Regions from separate parts of the Zea mays genome. Here region 2 is linked to region 1. A link is a contact called in public Hi-C data. All regions are on one chromosome and are shown on one strand. Each heading gives the region's core, a stretch centred on a gene start, on an enhancer-like site or on the middle of the called end of the contact. The rest is flanking DNA. Distances are from core to core; before and after follow the strand shown. Region 1 has its middle 98 kb from the start of LOC103637029. Region 2 holds the start of LOC103635403 (probable protein ABIL4).

Region 1 (3,985 bases), core at 1,339-3,838:
TTGCATCCCAACATGCTGCACTTTTCACTGCGCTTTCTTCTTCTGCTTTTTGTTAGCTGGCTCTGAACTTGAACCGCCCGTGATTGGGAGCACCAGCTTTGTAGCCGAATGTACCACGACTTGGTTGTTGAACGAAGCCATCAGCTCAACAGTGGAAGTGAGTTCACCGGAGGTGGGCGCCAATGCTGGGGACTTGTTCTCAAATGCTATGAGTTGAGAACAAGGCAACACAAAATATTAATAGTTAAAGACCTTCGTCCTTCGAAGCATTATCTCCCTTAGGGTATAATGATCTTCAGACGAAGGTCATGAAGGACGAACCTTCATCATCTCAGCATATAATAATGAAAGTATAAGCATATGAAACATGAAAAATAACATGAATAATTATATGACATTATCAGAGCATTTTATTTTATTATCATGAATAAACATAAACAATATTGAGTTACATTTATACCTTCGGCTTGACAGAAGGTAAAAGCTCAGGTGTGTCGTGCGAACGAATGCAAGTCAGTGTGAATAGTACAGGGTTACTGTTCACCTATTTATAGGCACGGGACGCAGCCCGGTCAAAATTACATTTATGTCCTTAACAATAAATTACAAATGTGACACAAACTATTAGGGACTGAACGATCTTTTCCTTGCGCGTCATTATGTCGAAGCTTTCTAGGTTGTAGCTTCGGCTTGTGCCTTCATGCTGTGTCAGTTCGCATATCATACTGCCGAAGGTGTTTTTGCTTGGAGGACCTTTGGTGAATAAGCAGACCCCCAACAGGGACTCTACAAAGTTTGGAGCAAAGACAAGTAGAGGTGCTGCTAATGGCGCACCGGACACTGCCAGTGGTGATCCTTGCGGGGTCTTAGTGACCCAAGTGATTAAGGAGAAGCCTCGATCGGTCTATGTGATCGATTGAGAGAGGAAAAGGGTTGGAATAGACCCAGCCTTTGTGGTCTCCTCAACGGGGACTAGGTTCTTTGGAACCGAACCTCGGTAAACAAATCACTGTGTTCATTTGTGTTGATCTTCACTTGATTTGTTTCCCTTTCCTTCCTCTCTCTAAAAGTTCACTTGCTCACATTGATTTGAGTCTGCTCCCAAGGTTATCCGCATTGATTGAGCAACTCATAGAAAGGAGAACTATCTTCCACACTCCGAATTTATTTCTAACCCTAACCTCAAGTGTAGTGCCTACGTTCCTTCCTTCTAATAGGTGAGGATATGCATGTCCTAATCCCACCCGCGGTTGCATAGACGGGGTTAGTTTCCCTGCTCTACTCCGATCCGAGACAGAGTTTCGGCAGCACCTCCCAGATGTTCTCCCCGATGTGGGAGACTTAGGTTTCTACACATAGCGCATCACAACTTTTTCAAAACATTCTCAAATTTTATATCACAGCCTCTACATATGATATCATGACATGTGCACAAGTTTCATGATTTTTTGACTTTGTGTTTTATACAATTTTTAAACAACTGGATGGCAAGTTTACGGTCATGTTTAGTGAGCATTGTGCTCGAAAATTCCGGTCTGCTCCTGAAATGGCCCGTAACTTGTGCTAAGTAACATGAATACCATTTTTGCATTCACAATTTTTCATTTTTCGAGTGAATTGCAGTTCAAATTTGAATTATTAGAGGAAATTCAATTAAACGAACAAAATCTAATAGTTATAGCAAACACTTTTATAATTATGCCAAAAATGGAACATGTAAGTCTATATAGTGTAGGAACAAACACAAAAAATTTGGCTAGAAAAAAAAATGGAAATATACTTTACCGTGTGTCTAAGTAAGGCACTTGGCAAAGCATAGTTTGCCTAGTGTTAGCCGGACGACACTCGGCAAAGTACCTTCTTTGCCAAGTGTCAACGTCTTGCGCTTGGCAAAAATAACGGTTGTCAGATATAGATGGTTGCTGACGGCCCTTTACTGAATGTCAACGTTCGCCGAGTGTCTGTCTGTGCCGAGAGTCCTGCTCTCGATAAATGTGTTCGTTATCTAGAGTAGGACTTAGCTGAGTGCGACACTCAGCAAAGAGCCAGAGTGCCCGACAAAAAGTACTCGACAAAGAGACGGATTCCGATAGTGAAATGAGGTGGGACGGTAGTTCTCTAACCTGAATATATTACACATGCACGGAACAGATTATGCTATGGATCTCTCTGTCTTTCTCAAGCTTTGACTTTCCAAGGAAAGGATGCATCCAGGGCACAAGTACTCATGTTGACGAATTGAGGTTGAGGCATCATCAATCTATACATAGAAACTAAGATCACCACAAGTCCACAGCTAGCCAGGCAGATGAAGAAACTGACTAGCGCTCCATCCGATCCAGCCTAATAAACAGCTTGTCTTGGAGTGACACAGACACGTTTATGTTGTGCTAGCTGGCAGCTTGTCTTCACTGAAACAATGGACAATTTTCCATACCTGTCAATGTATCATCACTCTATAGCTCCGTGTTTGACTCTTCCTCTAGCTAATAAGCCAGGTAACTGATCGATGTTACTGTAGTGGTCGTACGTGTTCTTCTTACGCAAAGAACGTGTATGAAGTGAGGCTTGCATTGGGACGTACGACTGGGAACATAGACATGGGAAACGAGCTACTAGTGGGCAGTGGAGTCATCCAGCACACAACAAACCGTAGTGTAGCTAGCTGCTAGGTGCGTGCATTGCATACGTGCTTCGTACGTCGCTGCATTGTCCTCCCGCCTTTTGCGTGTCTTGGATCTGTTGCTTCTTCCTGCACGTCTCGGAAAATGGACGTGCTCCCTGTTGTGGACAGATGGCGACCCGCGAGGCTTCTTTCTTTAATTTTCTACTCGTTCTGAAAATAGCTTTATTAAATTAGTTTTCAGGACTACTCGCATCGGTCGACAATTAATTTGCCCAAACAGCTAGCAAAAAGCTGATTATATTCCTAGAAGCTCTCGTTCCTTCCATCACAAGTGTGATTTTGGTGCACTTGCCCAACTGCATGAGGTCTCTGTGGCTGCACACGTACGTAGCGGTTATCGAAAACTAAAAGAACAGCTCTTGTCACTTGATCGACCCGTGTAAAACTGTTTAAAATAAGAAGTGCTTAAACCGGATACCGACGTGACGTGCCATGTTGAAGCATGCTGCTAATGAAAGATTGATGATTCAAGTGACACAAAAATACCAAGTTTGAAGATCTAAGTGACATAAAATGCCAAGTTTAGGAATCCAAATGATTTCAAAGTCACGTCAGCATTTGGTTTGAACAAACCCTTTTTTTCAACGGTTTTATATGGAGCGTCAAGTTCAAGCATCCATTTAGCATCTTCAAGATACTAGTTAAATGACTCGCCAAGCTAAATTTTGACTATTCAACAGCAAAATAACTTTCCAACAGATTAGCTATTTGACTCGTCAAGCTTTCTGACTCTCTAAATTAGCTCTCTCATTAGCTAAATTTGGCTAGTCATCTGACTAGCAAAACTAAATAGATAGTCTATGGGAGTGAGATGCTACATATAGAGTGCAACCATTATGAAAAATTAGATAGAGAGTTAAATAGAGAGTCAAAAATAAAGAATCTATTGGAGATGAGGAGGTCGAGTTTGAGGACCGCTAAAGCGCTAGCGGGTGCACTTTACTCCATTACATACGTTTAGACAGCCGTACGTATAGGAGGAGTGGTATATATATATATATATATATAAAACAATGAATGAAACAAAGGACAGGAGCCAACGCATGACTTTGGAAAGAACCGGCCGGTAATTTTGACGCTAGTGGAAAAGTGTACAAAAAAAAACCAAATAATTAAGCCTGCATCGTCCGACGTTGACGCCTTGACGACGATGTGAACGCCGCCGGATCGGAATCGGGCGGCGCATGCTGCAGAAAGCTTGCGCTGGTCTTCGTTCGCTGCGGCGCGCGCCGCCTGGTGCACGGGCGACCGTACGAGGGGTTCGTCGCAGTCGCAGCCGGCCCGGCAGGCCGTGTGCAT
Region 2 (4,143 bases), core at 196-2,695, 280 kb after region 1:
CACAGGCTCTATCTCTGTCGCTACGACTCACCCGACTCACTAAGAGGAGCTGCACCTCCCCTGCTCTGAGTCAGTACAGGCCCCAACAGAAGTCGGGGCTCACGACATTCACTATGTGCCCTAACAATAATGAGATCTTTAAATGTTCACGGGAGAGCCCTTTACTATGAGGGACTCTCGGCATTCACTGAGGATGATTATAGAGATCTGTAGCTACGAATGTTCATGGGAGGACCTAATAGTGGCTAGAGCTCCCAATACTCATTAGAGGTTATGGGATTGTGCCAGGCCCTCGAGTGTTCACAGAAGGATCTGACAGTGGCCGAAAGCTCCTAGCATTTGTTGAGGATTCCAAGATAAGCGTTCACGGAAGAACATAATGGTGGCTAACAGTGTGTTTGGTTCAGCTATTGATTCCTAAAAATCTGATTTTAGCTACAAGCTATGAGGGGGCTGTTATGAGCTGATGGCTATGGGAAAGCTAAAATCTATTTGGTTGAAACAATTGTCAACTATAGATTCTATAATAGTATGATAGCTTGGCAACATGGCAGGGGGGGACCACCCTGGCCTCTCGAATGAGTCAATTCGATAGCATGATATCATCGGCAAGGGGTGATACGCTTTGTCGTGGGGGTATATGCCCACAACGCTATACCCAAACGTTGTGGTTGTAGTCATGCCCAATCTAGTGTATACAAAGCATCCTATACGAGTAGCGTGTATGGCAGTGACAATAGCTGAAGCGATAGGTGTTGCGTCATCGTCTTCCATTGGTATGAAGCCTCTCAGTCATGGAATATCAATGTGGAGTCTAGAGAGATGTTGAAAGGGATAGCATCATATATGGACGAGCATCGTGGATGGGGGATGATGAGCGAAGAGTAGATGAGAAAAATGTATAATGTTCAGGGACAACAAAGCCACATCATTGACCTCCAAAATCGAGTGTAGAGAGATGATGGCAACTTTAGCTGTCGCTAGGAGGTGTCATGGAGTGAGAGTCGAGCGACAAATTAGATAGAAAATAAAACGATTCAACCCTATAAACAGTAGTAACCGAATAATAATTTCTAAAAATCTAGATGACATAATTTTTTTTAAAAAAAGATAAAAGTATGTTCTGGATTAAACTAGAGAAATCTATAGATTCTCGTAAATCTATTCATCCCACGTAGCCTTTTGATTATGATTCCAGATTTTTTGGCTTAGGATCATCATTATGTCGTTATTGTAGGAATCTGATATTAACGTTATGATCATATAGATCCCATATTAATTGTTTCGTTACCATCGAAGGAATCGAAATGGGAACGCAGCATGAAAATCTTGCGGTGAAAACGGCGTTCACAGAGAAAGCGAAGATCAATCTACGGCGGGTACAGTCAGTGCGGTGGTCAGTCGGAGGCAGACAAGCGAAGCAGCCAAAACCACCAGCGAGGCGGCGATGAGTGAGCAATGATTCCCCTGCCAAATCGAAAAAATCTCCCTGCTAGGCTAGGCACCAAGCCAAGCAAATCCACTCGAGACCAGACCGGCGACGGCGGCCCCGCGTCCGTCGCCATCAAAGCCACCGCTGCGGTCGCTCCTCCGGGACCCCTCCTCCTCCGCGGACCACCGCCAGCGCTCGACAGCAACACGCGCACGCCCACGCGCGAAGAGTCAACAGGAGAGAGACTGGCGGTGGTGGAACTGGCAGTAGAATAAGCTTGCGTCGAGTGGGAGTTGGCGAGGCATCGCTCGCTTCCCCTCCACCCCACTCTGCCCACCGAGCGCCAGTGGAGCGCTTACTTGACTTGACCTCGCCGCCTCCTGCCCTCCCCCTCCCCCTCCCCCTGCCGGCGCCCGTTCTTTCCTCCCCTCGCCGGACGCCCACCGCCGGAGCGGAAGAGGGGGGAATGCAGCCGCCGCAGCAATACCCGCCGGCGCCCGGCTCCTGGGGCGGGGTCGCGGGGGCCAGGGCCGGCGCCACCACCGTGGATGAGGCGTCCATGGAACGTAGCAAGAGCTTCATCAAGGCCCTGCAGGTGCTCCCCGAACCCCGCATTCCTAGATCCATACACGCGCACGCACAAAAATCCTCCCTTTTTTTCTAAAAGGAAAAGGCTGTCCCTGCTCTGTCTCACCGGGGATCCGGCTGGATTTCTGCTTCGTGATGATGGCGCAGGAGCTCAAGAACCTGCGGCCGCAGCTCTACACCGCCTCCGAGTACTGCGAGAAGTCCTACCTCCACAGCGAGCAGAAGCAGAAGTGAGTCGCGTTCCCTGCTCCTGCATTTTACTGCCACACAAAGGGAGAAGGAATCACTACTACTCACTTCCTAGTCTTACCACGGCGCCCAGCCATGGTTGCTCTTCGTACAATTGCATCTTGCATGCTGTATCTAGCACTGTTTTGTCATTTCGCCTAAGGGTTGAAGGATCCAATCGAAGCGTGGGTGCAGCATGTGCTGGTAGCAACTACACCCAACTACCTATGATAGGTGTAGACGACTGAGCCAACTAAGGCAAGGACGGCAACAGGTGTGAGGAAGGGACTTGATGTGTGAGATGTGGCTAGAAAACAAACTCTACTGGCTAGAGAAAGATATAATTTTTTGGTATCATCTGGAGTTTTGGAGTTACCTGACAACTGTCCCTGTACTGTTCGTAGTCTGAATTTTGTCACTGCATTGAAATTTTAGCAACGGGGACCCCCTCTTGTAGTCTTGTTTGACAGTGCAGAATAAATTTCAGAAATATAGGGTGCAGACTTTCACATCTTTTCTTTTATTAATGATGAGTCGATAGTGTACTGAACTCGAGCTTGCAGTATATACTCTTATTTCAACACAGGACATGTTGAACTGTAACATTCAGGTCATATTATGACAGCTGAAGCTGTTAATTTATGTCAGGGTGCTGGACAACCTGAAAGACTATGCCTTACGAGCCGTCGTCAACGCGGTTGATCATCTGGGTACTGTTGCGTACAAACTGACCGATCTTTTCGAGCAGCAAGCTTCCGAGGTGTCGACATATGAACTGAAAGTCGCACGCCTGAACCAGGTAATCACACTTATCTTCAGTACTTGCATCTTGCAGCGATGAAACCATGCCAGTTCAATTGCTGACGATCTATCTCCAAATCTGCAGCAAATCTTCACATGCCAAGTCTACACAGACAAAGAAGGCCTCAGGCAGCAGCAGATGATGGGAGCAAACATCAAGCACCACAAGCACTACATCTTACCCCGTAAGTGACTGCGAAACCAAGAGCTCATACACTGTTTGATTACAAAAGAAAGGGTGCTGAATTTTGACTCTCAATTTTTTTCCTGCCAAGCTAGCCACTGGTTATAAAAGATCCCTGGCAAATGGACACCTGCAAGCGGACACTGATCAGGAATCCAAGCCTAGACCTTACCCCTCCGGTGGGTCTTCTTGCTCATGATGAAGTTTCAAGGCATGCAATGTACCATATGAAGCAAACAAAACAAAACAAAAAAAAACGTTATTTTTTTCTTCTATTTCGCTGGTGCAGCAAAAACCCTTTCCTGGCATCTGTCTTCGGAGAACAGCACCAAAGCAAACGCACATAAGCCTACATTTGCGTAAGAATTCTTCCAGTTCGTATTCAGTTTCGTGCAAACTCTTATCGTTTGTTTGCTAATGCAATGGGGGTTTTTATGTACTTCTGATTTAACTGGTTGTCATCTGCTTCTTGTGCAGCCTAGTGGACACGGCACCATCAAAACCTTCATCAGGTGATTTAATCCTTCTGTGTATCTACTCAGTACTGCAATTTAACTTCACGTAAGTTATTTCCTGCTTAGTCTGTGTGCAGAGATTGAATGCCTCCTATGAATCTCTCATGTTTCAGGTAAGGAGCGGTCTGCTTCTCCTATGCGCAGGCCGCTGCAGTTCAACAGGAGCACCAGTTCTGATACTACGCAGAAGGTTGGCGCTAAGGTAAGCTTGAATATGACACGATCTGTCTCTCTCCCTCTTTTTTTTTAAAAAAAAAGGTGTCATTGTGCATGCTTTGCGATTTGTTTATTTTACTTGTAGATTAATACGACATACATTTTCTTCAGAACATATCTGGTGTAAAGGAACTTTCAACATTCCATTCCTTCGACAACCCCAAAGGTCGTGCGATCCA

Evidence for each region. Hi-C and Micro-C count contacts between places; a contact is called where the count stands out from the background.
Region 2: a Hi-C map of leaf shows a contact between it and region 1, with 3 times the contacts expected there. The contact joins the promoter of LOC103635403 here to the enhancer-like site in region 1. A contact is called at or near these places in 4 of 25 Hi-C or Micro-C datasets (endosperm, leaf and tassel).

What each region holds. Positions count from the first base shown.
Region 1 is chr8:76,873,498-76,877,482 of Zm-B73-REFERENCE-NAM-5.0, forward strand. No RefSeq gene overlaps it. Among protein-coding and RNA genes, the nearest start is that of LOC103637029, 98 kb to the right of the region's middle. Within about 2 kb of position 2,589, at least 11 of the 20 cell types and tissues checked have an H3K27ac peak or open chromatin away from gene starts, as enhancers often do. A contact at or near this core is called in endosperm and leaf, where this site is marked.
Region 2 is chr8:77,158,763-77,162,905 of Zm-B73-REFERENCE-NAM-5.0, forward strand. LOC103635403 (probable protein ABIL4) reads left to right here and starts at 1,446. Exons shown (of 9, transcript XM_008657858.4): 1 at 1,446-2,027; 2 at 2,168-2,250; 3 at 2,897-3,047; 4 at 3,135-3,234; 5 at 3,329-3,412; 6 at 3,523-3,592; 7 at 3,711-3,745; 8 at 3,862-3,950; 9 at 4,076-4,143. The coding sequence starts at 1,899.